3 separate regions of the Zea mays genome follow, and regions 1 and 2 are each linked to region 3. A link is a contact called in public Hi-C data. All regions are on one chromosome and are shown on one strand. The core of a region is the stretch at or near the end of the contact, and the rest is flanking DNA. Distances in the headings are between cores, read along the strand shown.

Region 1 (4,017 bases), core at 278-2,777, 330 kb before region 3:
AAGAGCTTAATCAAGAATTTATGTATAATAATATAGATTTCAAATGCCCAGTCATTTCAAATAATCAGAAGACAGACCCTAGGTACAGAAGTTTCATTGGAACAAGCATATTGCGTATGGATTGCTAATTTGCTACCTTCGTATGATATCTGAATCATCATATGTTGAAATTGCAAACTGACAATAGTTATACCAAATGTCCACTGAATAAGTAACTGCGAGAACTGCTCGTTCATACACCTCTATAACTTTACTCACACCATCAAGTCTCGCTTCATGGTCAGCATATTTCTTCCAATACCCAAAGCAAAGAGGGAATTCCGCAAGAAACGAATCATACACTTTCCGTATCTTCAAAATATTGTTCTGGACAAGAATATACAGAAGTATGCATTAGCATTTAGGATAAATATTATCATCGTATCAAGAGTTCTGATTCTTATGACTGGTAATCAGATCGGATTCAAATTAAGTATACTTTATTAGAAACACAAAATAGTGAAGGACACTAAAGGATACAGAAGGGAAAATTAAAGCATTAGATGCATAAACACTTCAAGTTGACTGTAGGCAACAAGAGGAACCATAGTCCACTAGCAGGATAGAGACAGAAGAACAAGGAAGTAACTGATCATATAACAAAAATAAATGCACCATTACAATATGCCCCAAATCAAAGCCATGGGCAAACAATTGCAGATTGACAAATAGCTTATAATTACAAGCTGCTATCGAAATCAGCTCATTTACAGATAGCTAGCTGCACAAAGAACGTTACGAGAATGTTTATATCGGCAAGTAGCTAACCAAACATTACCTCAGCATTTTTCTCTGTTTCCTCAATAAGTGCGGTCCAGGCATTAAAATCTAAGGAATTCGCGGTAACAACACTCCATAACCTAGCCTCTTCTGCTGAAAGCACGGCTGCATAAGAAAGCGGGACGTTAAGAGCAAACAGAAGGTAGGGTACCAGATTAGGCGAGCCTGCAAGCCCAATATTACCTTCTTCGTACGATAGCTCAGGAACCGGCTCGCCCGTCTCGTTGGGGACGGCTTCGCCGTTCTCTGCAGCTCCTGTAGATGGGTAATTACCCATATCGCCGACAGTCCCATTCAACGCCGTGTGCTCGGCCTGGTACGCAGAGGCATCAGCTGCCTGAGCTCCACCGTCGGGGGCCACGGCGCTTCCGCCGGTCACAGCCAAGCTAGGGGGGTTGCCAGTCGCAAAACCAAAAGCCGCAGCACCAGAGTCCGCGCTGCCGACAACCACGCTCTGATCTTGCTCCATTGCGTGAAAATCGCAGGAGCCGTACCCCGGACCAACGTGAATCCCTAAGGCGAACAGACAAAAAGCGGTAGGTGAAATTAACGCGCAAGAGTGGAAGGGGGCGTGTAAAGGTGATAGGGAGAGCAAGGGGGCACGCACCGGAGAGCCGCCAATCAGAGGCAATAGCCGGGGAGTGGGGGCGGGGAAGATCGTGCCGGCGATGAGGTGGTTAGGGTTGCATCGGAAGCGCAGCGGCGTGGATGGAAAGGAGAGGATTGGGGTTGGAGGACTGGAGATGGGTAAAGAGAGCCCGAGGGCCTGCGGCTGGCAAGCCGACGTCGCACGCGAAGGGTTAGCTAGCCCATGGGCTGTGGGCGTTGGACCAAGTTACGCCGCCTAGGTCCAAGTACTAATTTGCTACCTCCGGACGTCAGGACCCTGAATAAGGCCCAATTTAGTTGGATTTCTATAAAAATAGCTTCACCGTTAAAGCCGAAGAATTGGTGGCTTTATAGTGCTCGTGCTGCGTACATTGCTAATTGCTACATTTATATATATACTAGGTGAGTGTCCGTGCGTTGCAACGGGAATATATAATACTATAATAATTTATGTATAAACGTGTGTTATATTGTTATGATAAAAATGTTTCGTAATCCATTTATGATCCTAGTCATATATAAATTTTATTATCTTAATCTAGCTATTTCACCACTACATAGTACAGTGTCCGTTGTTGTCTCTCTTTTCTGGAAAAGCTATTCTATTCTTAGTGCCTTAGCCAATCAAGATCCCGAAGTCTTGCTGCTCGTCCGGCAAGTCAGGGGCATGCTTAACGTGCAACCTTATATGGCTAACAGACACAAACCCATCACATCCTTCATTGTCATCATGAGTCCCGATGTTTGCTGGAAAGATTTCAAGGGTACTCGAGGTTAGACGAGATTCACCAAAACATATGGTACAATGGCAATGTACAGATATCTATACTACCTATTAAGGCTGCAAGGGGTAGGCTGCCCCCTTGCGTTCTGCCTTCAGCCAATCTAAGCCGTCCGTTCGTCGAGCATCACCCTCGCGCCCGCTGCACCGTTCGTTTGCTCGACCGCCCTCCCCTCCCCGCCTCCCTCGCAGCTGCAACCGACACCGCCTCAGTCCTCCTTGGCCACCCACGATGTCGTCCTCCTCGCATCGCCTCACCCCCCTCGCCCTCTGGCCTGGCCGGTGCTCCCTCCCTCTCCGGCTCTCCCTCCGCCCCCCAAGCCAAAATCACCGCGCCCCGCCCCACAGCACCGGTTGCGTGGGAGGAAGGAGAAAGGAAGGAGAGGGGAGGCGGCTGTCGGGCGAGATGAGCGACTCCCAAGCCCAAATCACCGTCCGTCGCCGCGCGAGGTAAGTTCCTGCCCATCGCACTGTGCGTGTTTGCAGAGGAGATCCTCCGCCGTCTCATGGCCCTATTCGGTTCAGACCTAGCTCCCCCCACCGCCCGTCCGTCCTTCCGCACTTGACTGCTCTCAAACCCTAACCCTCGCCGCCGGTCCTTGTCACCCCGTCGTCGTGCCCATTGGCAGGCCTCGGCGACCTCCGTCCGCCGCACGTGGTAAGGCCCCCACCCATCCCAATGTGTCCCCCCCGGTGAGAGGTGGTTCCGGTCGCCCAGCGCGTGATCCTTCTCGGGCTGGGTCCCACGTTCTCCTCAGAGGATGGCATGAGGAAAGTGGGCTCGTGCTCACGAACCATACTTGGCTCCGGGTTTGTGCAGTGTGCTCTTAGCGGCGTCGGTCAGACCATCCGCCTCTCTCCTTCCAGCATCAAGGTAACCTCTCCTTATTTAGTACGTTTGTATCAAGAAAACAGTGTTCCATGTTCCATCACAAATGCAAAGAGGGTTCTCACGGAAACAGGATGCCTCACACCGATGGAGCTGGCTCTTTGCTACATATTAAGCAAAGAGTGTATTTGTGTTGTTACTGCTTGAACAGGCGCGGCGGCACAACCTTCTCCTCGGCCGCGGCACACAGCTGGTCGCGCAGGCCGCGGTCCATGGACACGTCGCGCTCCTGGAACGGCAGCAGGCCGCGGTCCATGGACACGTCGCGCTCCTGGAACGACGCGCCCAGGCTCTCCAGCAACGCGCGCACGCCGTTGCAGTCCACGCCAGCACGGCTCCTGGAACGCAGCGTCGTCGTGTACAGCACCACGCCCTCCCCCCGACGGCGGGGAACCCCAGTAGCGGGTCGCCGGCCGACGGCGCGCCCCGTCGTCCACCAGCTCCCACGCGTCCAGCGGCTCCCGCGCGTCGAAGAAGGACGCGTCGTTGGACAGCACGTCGCCGTCGTGGCACTGGTGCGCCGGCTTGGTCGGGGAGCGCGCGCCGTCGCCCGCTGCCGGGAGTGACGACGGCTTCAGCGCGCGCAGGATGGGCGCCTTCAGGGTCTTGATGATCATGGCGCCAGGCAGAACAGGAACGGACTCTCTGTCGGCCTAGCGCTTTTCTTGTCCAGCTTTGCCTCTGGATGCGTGTGGGTTTTGGTTTGGCGATGGTTTTTGTGGGGAAAGTGGGGAGGAAGAACAGCAAGAGGTGGTGGTGGAGCCGTGGGAGGTGGAGGGAGGCTGCGCGGTCTTTTAACCGCTTGGCACCATGCCATCGCCGACGCCGTGCGGGGCTGCGCCGGCATCTTCTGCATGTTCAACACGCCCGACGTCCAGGCCCAATGCGATGTGAGTACAAGACGGCAGCTTGCTTGCTT
Region 2 (3,472 bases), core at 675-3,174, 300 kb after region 3:
TTCCAACGAGGAAGATGAGCACGTCTCCACCTCTTTGCGTGTTTACTTCCTCGATCCACTTTGACGTGTTCAAGAATGACTGCCTGTCTGCAAAAGAACGACATGAGATGAGACTGGATACTATTATATTTAGAGGGTGTTTAAATGCACTAGATCTAATAAATAGTTAGCTAAAAGATTACTAGTGAAATTAGCTAGCTAACTATTAACTAAGGGTCTGATTGGAACCATTCAGTTTTTAAGAAATTGGCTTATGAAAATTAGGGTGGTTCCAAACATATTAGTTTATATCTCAATTTATAGAAATTGGATTTATAGTTTCTTAAAAACCAATAAGCTAACCTCTCGTAGTTAAAATAAAACTAATTTTTTAAAAAACTGGATTGCTTCTTAAACCTAATTTATTAAAAATAGCTAATAGTTAAACTATTAGCCAAGATGTTTAGATGTATCCAACTAATTTTAGCTACTAACTATTAATTCTATTATATTGACTGAGGCCTCCACAAAATAAAACGTCATTTGAAACAAACAAGTCGACGACGTACTAGTATTCTAAAACAGAAAAGCTGGAAATCATCGGCGTGCCTTGCTGCATGGACCTTTCGTCTGGAGATTATTCAACATGCTGAATTTTCTAAATTGAAAAACAAAAACAGCGGCTATTCAGATTTTCTAAACAAAAAATACACCATATTTTCGGGAAAAAAAAGCTTCAGATTTTCTATTCAAAGAAGAGGACATATACGGTGCACATATTAAATCATCACTATGCATATCAGGTCTAACATCTTTGATTAATCATTATAATTTACAAATAACATCTTCTACCACTATATCCCACCACGACAGAGGGTGTACTTAGCAAAATATATGAAACATTAGATTTAAGATAAGTGATGATGATTTAATATATGCACTATATGTACTAAATTATCATGTGTAGCACATATGTTCTCTTCCAAGAAATCAGAATTGGCGTGTTACAGCTGCATTAGTGTAGAAAGCAAAGGCACAGACTGTACGCTGGCGGTCTATCTTTTGGAGACGGTCAACTTACCGGTCACATCGTAAACGATGACGGCTACGGAGGAGTCTCTGATGTAGCTCGGGATCAGGCTGCGGAACCTCTCCTGCCCAGCTGTGTCCCTGCACGTTCACAAACAAAACTCTCTCTGTCACTCAAACCCATGTTTATTCGCTTCGAGCAAGTGCTTTGACTGCTTTCGGCGTACGATCGAAGGAAAGGAAAAACCCGGACGCCTTGATCTTCTCTCCATTCGTTACTCATTTTTACTAGTCCTAGTGTACACACGCTAAGGAATTGAACTCCAAGTGGAAGTCAAAGCATCGATCGACAAAATCTGCGCGTTCAGTTCATAGCCGAGGAGGATTCATCGTAGCGTTGAAGAAAAGCTGCGTGTATATGCATACCAGAGCTGAAGGCGAACGGTGCGGTCCTCGAGGTACATCGTCTTGGACAGGAAGTCGATCCCGATCGTCGCCTGCATCACGCACGGGGGAGCGGATATAGCGGCGGCGGCGGCAGCAGCACGGACCCACAGGTCAGAGTCAGATTTCGACGACAGGTTCAGTAGCAATGATCCTGCCTGAAAACATACGGGACGAGGGAGATGGGAGCCGAAGATCGTCGGCGGGCGGAGACCGACCTGGTAGGTGTCGTCGAACTTGTCGTACATGAAGCGGGTGATGATGGCCGTCTTGCCCACCGCCTGGTTGCCCAGGAACACGAGCTTGTACTTGGCCAGCGCTGACACCACCGCCATCTCACCGCACACCGCCGGAGCTTTGCTGCGGCTTGGCGTACGTCGTCGCGATCGACGCTGGGCGTCTGGAGACTTCGATCGAGGAACCGCGCGAGGAGTTGCGAGTTGGTTGTATGGGGGGTTTGGACGCTTGGAATGAGGAAAAGGGAGGAGGACCGGTTGCTTTGAACGGGGAAGATGGGGTCGCTTTCGGCGTTTCGAATTAGGCCGTATTTGGCACGGCTTTATTTACAACGTCATGAGTTATTGTAAACTGTTTTTTTTCTCTACATACTTTTTAAAATAGCTCTATAGATGTTTTTTTCTTTTTAAATGCTTGTACAAAGAAATAAAAAAAGAGTAGTTTTTTTGCAGTTTTCTCCTTTATTTCCCCATCTTAGTTACGTTATTTTTGTTAAATAATCCCTTTAAAATAACCTAGCTTTACCTAGAAAACTGCTTCAAAAGGTAGGTAGTCTGTTTTTTTATCGTGGGGGTGGCCCCGGCCCAGGAAGAAGAAGCAGTAGTTTCTTGCACCAGCTGTAATGCAACGTGCCAAATTTGCATTCCCTTTTACACCACGGAACGTAGGAACCGGAAACTTTTTTCCCGAACAGAATAAAGTCTCATTTGGACAGCTCCACCTTCAAAAAATTTGGTAAAATTAGTGGAGCAGATCATTAGCGGCTTCAAAAAAAATGTGAAACTAAAATTATAAGCCTTTAGAATATATTTGAATAAGTTATTTTGTTTATTATTTAGATTAAAAAAATATTTTTAAAACTATTTAGATTACAGCTCTATGTTAAAGCTGTAACATGAGCCATCCCAAACACGGTAAACACGCCTTGTGCGAGGGCGAGTCCAAGCTCCTAAGTCCATACCAAACACGCCGGTTTGACTTTGTGCGAGGAGCATATGGGCATTGGCTGCTACCAGCCCTCAACCGCAGGCCCTTGTTGTTGGGCTAGTCCAACTTTCTTTTAAATGTGCGTTTGGGCCAGATTGTAGCGGAGCAAAGTGCAGTGCCCAGTAGGCCCGCATCAGAAGAAATGGCCTTGTTTTGCTGGGCCACAGCTTGCACGTGCAGCCCATGCACGCAACGGATGCACATGCACCTGAGCACAGCACTCGCTTCACATCAACTCCGGTAAATGAGCTGTGCGGTGAGTCGATAACATTAACAGCTGCCTCTACAATTCACCCATCCTGCCATCCACACGCTCGAATCGAACTGAACGCAGAGGCAGATGCCATGTCCACCTATTCACATAACAACGACGTGCGTACGCTATATATAAAACAAAAGGTATATAAAGCAAATTAATTAAATGGCGACGTTAGCCGAACGCAGTGGCAGTAAATAGTAGAACGATAGCAACGGTCAAGCAAGCCAACACCTACACCTGCGCCGCGCTACCACGGAGGTCGGAGGGTGACGTAGTTCACAGCGGCAGGCAGAGGAGCAGGCTGCAGGGCAGCAGCAGAGAGAGCCGTATCCGAACCGTAGGAGCAGCGCTTCGCGCTGTGCACACGAACTGGCAGGCGGCAGGCAGAGCGGGCAGCTGGTGTGTGTAATGAGGGCCGGCTCGCCGGGGTCGATCAGATCGGTACGGGGGGGCGTGTAGTAATCGCCGCCTTAAAGGCCGCACCCAACTCAGGCGAGCGAGCCACACCGCCGGCCGCGGCCTGCCTGCCCGCTGCTG
Region 3 (3,824 bases), core at 601-3,100:
AGTAAGTCTTGAGAGGGACTGACCCAAAGGTAAAAACCTGCAGAGAGGAAGAGACCAATTCTCTGTGAAGCATATATAGTCAACTGCATACTGAAGATAAGAGCAGGAACGTCCAAAATGCTAGTGAAAAAATCCCCCCTAGACATGCATAAGAGTATAAGACAAACAAACAAGTCTATTTCAATTTTCAATCATCAAAGAAGCGTGAAGGTAAAAGTGGTATCCCAATGCACCTCCTAGCAAGGAAATAAATAGCCGGCTATAGGTGCCGCTGTAGACAGCTATAGCTGTTTTGAGCATTACACCACTAATTGTACTCACATTCAGTTTAGCTGTTTTAGCCCGCTATAGCTGGGTCTTATCCTCAAGAAAGCCCTGCTGCTACATGTGCATAGCCCGCTATTTATTACACTCCCTCCTATGCTGCACAGAAAATGCTCATCCCAACAGACAAGCTAGGATTTTCATACAGCCACATATGGCTATTGATTATAACCATCAAACAGAATTTTCATATACCTCATGTCACAGGAATGTGCATAGAGAGGGCAATACAATTCAACTATACACTATCCAGGGTCTATTCATGCTCTTCCCCAAAGCACGTATCATTTTTCCCAGTCAACCCCATTGTATGAAAGCTTCATGCTTTGAAACAAGTCTCAGATCCGAAGCATTGGTGTAAAGTGACCAGAGGCTCTGTGGAACCATAAACCGCCATTTCCAATGAGAACTCTCTCCAGAACAATATTTTCAAGTCGTCTGAGTCGCGATTAATCGTCGAAGTCGGTTTGCACCAATCACGATTAATCGCCCAAGACGTCCGAATAATGGTTATTATTAATCACCCTAGTCAGTCATCTAGAATGACCAAGTCGTCCGACTTGAAAACATTGCTCCAGAATAAGCTATGGTTGCTCAGACAAATATTTGAATAACAGAAAGTAACAACAACAACAACAACAAAGCCTTTTTGTCCCAAGCACGTTGAGGTAGGCTAGAGATGAAACCCCATATGAAAACCTCAGAGCTCAACCCCCAAAGAAAAGAAAAGGGAGAGTCACATCTATGCAACTACACAGCAGCCCTCGCCGCCTCTAAGAGCATATTCCAAACAAATGCTAATCTCCATTACTACCTGTGGTGGGCAATCGGACCACTTGGTAAGCAGGAACCCTACCTGGCAGGAGAGGCAGTTCATGATGAGCCGCTGCACGTAGTGGTACACGGCCAGCCTTCGCCCCTCGGAGTACGCGTTGGGCTGGATGCGCGCGATCAACTCCGCCGTGCGGCCCTCAGCAACCGCCCAGCGCTCGGGGTCCAGTCGCCGCGTCACCCTGGCGGACGCACTGGGCAGGAGCCCGTTGGGCACCATCCCCATGCGCACGCCAACCAATGCACCCTCCTCCGCCTGGCAGACCCAAAACCCTAGTCTCCGACACCAGCGGCAGCCGCGAGCACCCCCGCAGCAGTGGGCTACAGCGGCGACGGATGGCTAAGAGCTCGGAGCAACCACCCTCACAGCAAATCGAGCCAGGGCCGTGGAGCCCCAGGATGGGGGCGGGCAGAAACCCTAGCGCGAGCGATTGATTGATGCGGTTGTGGGGATGAGTAGTCGGCGGCGGCGGCGGCGGCGGCGGCGGCGGCGGCGGCGGCGGCGGCGGCGGCGGCGGCGGCGACCAGGTAGGGAGTGGTCGGCGTGAGGAGAGGAGGGGAAGTTTAGGGGGAGGACCGGAGGAGACGTGCGGTTCGGGTCGGTGTGTTCGGTTTGGGCCGTGGCCCGTGGGGATGCGCCGGCAAACGTATCAAACACTTCGATGTGCGTTTTTGAGTTCGAGGGAATCCGCCGTGCTACACGGTAGAGAGGTGTACATTTGTGTCAAAGCACATAATTTTAGATAGACGTGTCATAGTCAAATCTAATTATGAGTTTGGATTGATAAAGCTTAATATATGGAGGACATATCCTGTGCAATCACTCATTTTGATGCAAGCGTGCAATCAAACTATCCAGAGCATCCAATTCAGATCCAATGATAAGGGGTTAAAAGTAAAATAGGTACTATGTTTTAGGTGAAAGAGATTAAATATAAAATAACAGTCATCATTAGATCTAGATCGGATGCACCAGATCGCTTGATTGCATGGTTGCACCAGGATAAGTGATTGCATAGGATATTTTCCCTAATATATGAGTCATGTCGGGGTCTCAAGTTAAGCTCACAGGCTGATCTATCACGGCTTATTTAACTAAGCACTATCGAAGCCTACTAAATGTGGTTGGACCCAGCCCAATATATATTCTGTATTTTCTGTTTATGTATATATAGGTTTTAAATATGGCTGGACCACGTGTTGACATGTATATATAGTCTATAATTAGAGATATACTTTTGCGGGTCTTATAATTAGGGATATACTTTTGCGGACATGTGTTATGTCAAGCCGGCCCACATGTGACATGTACAATTATATCCGATCCTTTGCTACGGTGGAGTCCAACACAGGTCTTTACAGATTCTCTGATTCTAGATGTGAACATGATTGTTGGTAATATAAATGATAGGGATCTAAAAAATATGAGGAATCTAACAAACCTAGGATAGAAAGAACTAGAGAAATTTATATATCTTATTTCAGATTGGATCGGGTCAGAGCCTTCTGTTTTATGATTAGAGATGTGTCACACCTGGATTTAAAGGCTAAATCCGGACGCGAATCAAATGTGTGGTAATATTAAGTCTCACACATATGAGGACTCATGGTACAGAAACGAATGTCATATCCTTAATATATAATGGAGTTTTGTACAAAATAGTTAAATAATTACATCATACGAAGACAACGATCCAGCAACCATATTTGACTGGGGGACGACGGCCTAGACCTCTCACGAACTCATCGCGGCATCATTCATGCTCCTTATCTTGTGGTGCCTGTGGTTGTCCTTGACCTGGGGGATGTGAATACAGCAAGAGTGAGCTCACGTACGTTTATCGCTCAACAAGTTGTGGGGAATAATGTGCATGAGCTCACTTACAGTGGGGCTCATGTGAAGTGTAAGGCTTACCAAAAAGAGATGGTTAAAGCTGAGCATTGCTTTTAAAGTTGGTCACAAATTTATTAGCAGTTAATAAGTATAAGTAGATACCAACCCAAATAAATAAGAGATGACAATTAATAATAACACCTACAATGCAATGCATATGACAAATTAAGTTTAGTTCCATAAGTTAATCATGCGAGAGTCCTGAGTCGCGCTTGACCGTGAGCACGGTTGATATACCAGTTTTACACTCTGTGGAGGTTGTGCATCTTTACCCACAAGTTGTCATGTTACCCATTTGCCATAGGGTTGTACAGATATCATACACCTCTACCGAGGAAGCGATATAGGATAGCACTATGAGGCCTTTCTAAAGTTCCACTAGTTCAAGAAAACTACTACGAATTCAGGAAGAAGGAAGCATAGGAATCCATCGCCCGAAATATCATCGCAGCAGTTCGACCCAATGACCTCCCTATACTATGCAGCGACACCTCCCTGCTTGCCCCTTTTGGGTAAGGTAATCTTTCCCTAGCTTACCTAATTACTTAACTAAGGGCGTCACATTCTGTCGGCGTTTCGAGACAGGGGGGTCCCAAAGCCGACGAGTGAGTGTGCTGCGTGCCCCAGCCCAGATGGGTCGAGCGCGTGGGCGAGCGCGAAGGGGGGAGAGGCGAGGTGGCCGGAGTCGAGCGTGAGAGAGGTGGAAGTCCCGCGGCCTTCGTGTTCGTCCCGCGCCCAGGTCGGGTGCGCTTGCAGTAGGGGGGTTACAAGCGTC

The links. A called contact is a pair of places that touch in the nucleus more often than the background predicts.
Region 1: a contact with region 3 is called in a Hi-C map of an unstated tissue, with 5 times the contacts expected there. The contact joins the promoter of LOC100383763 here to the promoter of LOC100275262 in region 3. A contact is called at or near these places in 2 of 25 Hi-C or Micro-C datasets (leaf and an unstated tissue).
Region 2: a contact with region 3 is called in a Hi-C map of endosperm, with 3 times the contacts expected there. The contact joins the promoter of LOC100281229 here to the promoter of LOC100275262 in region 3. A contact is called at or near these places in 3 of 25 Hi-C or Micro-C datasets (ear, endosperm and tassel).

Annotation. Positions count from the first base shown.
Region 1 is chr1:20,779,230-20,783,246 of Zm-B73-REFERENCE-NAM-5.0, reverse strand. LOC100383763 (Tetratricopeptide repeat (TPR)-like superfamily protein) reads right to left here and starts at 1,527. Exons shown (of 14, transcript NM_001362135.1): 1 at 1,427-1,527; 2 at 1,003-1,332; 3 at 818-924; 4 at 137-366. The coding sequence starts at 1,288.
Region 2 is chr1:20,147,538-20,151,009 of Zm-B73-REFERENCE-NAM-5.0, reverse strand. LOC100281229 reads right to left here and starts at 1,924. Exons shown (of 6, transcript NM_001154148.2): 1 at 1,671-1,924; 2 at 1,435-1,505; 3 at 1,061-1,149; 4 at 1-87. The coding sequence starts at 1,787.
Region 3 is chr1:20,451,190-20,455,013 of Zm-B73-REFERENCE-NAM-5.0, reverse strand. It overlaps LOC100275262 (nucleotidyltransferase), which reads right to left and starts at 1,850. Exons shown (of 9, transcript XM_008653758.3): 1 at 1,181-1,850; 2 at 1-37. The coding sequence starts at 1,381.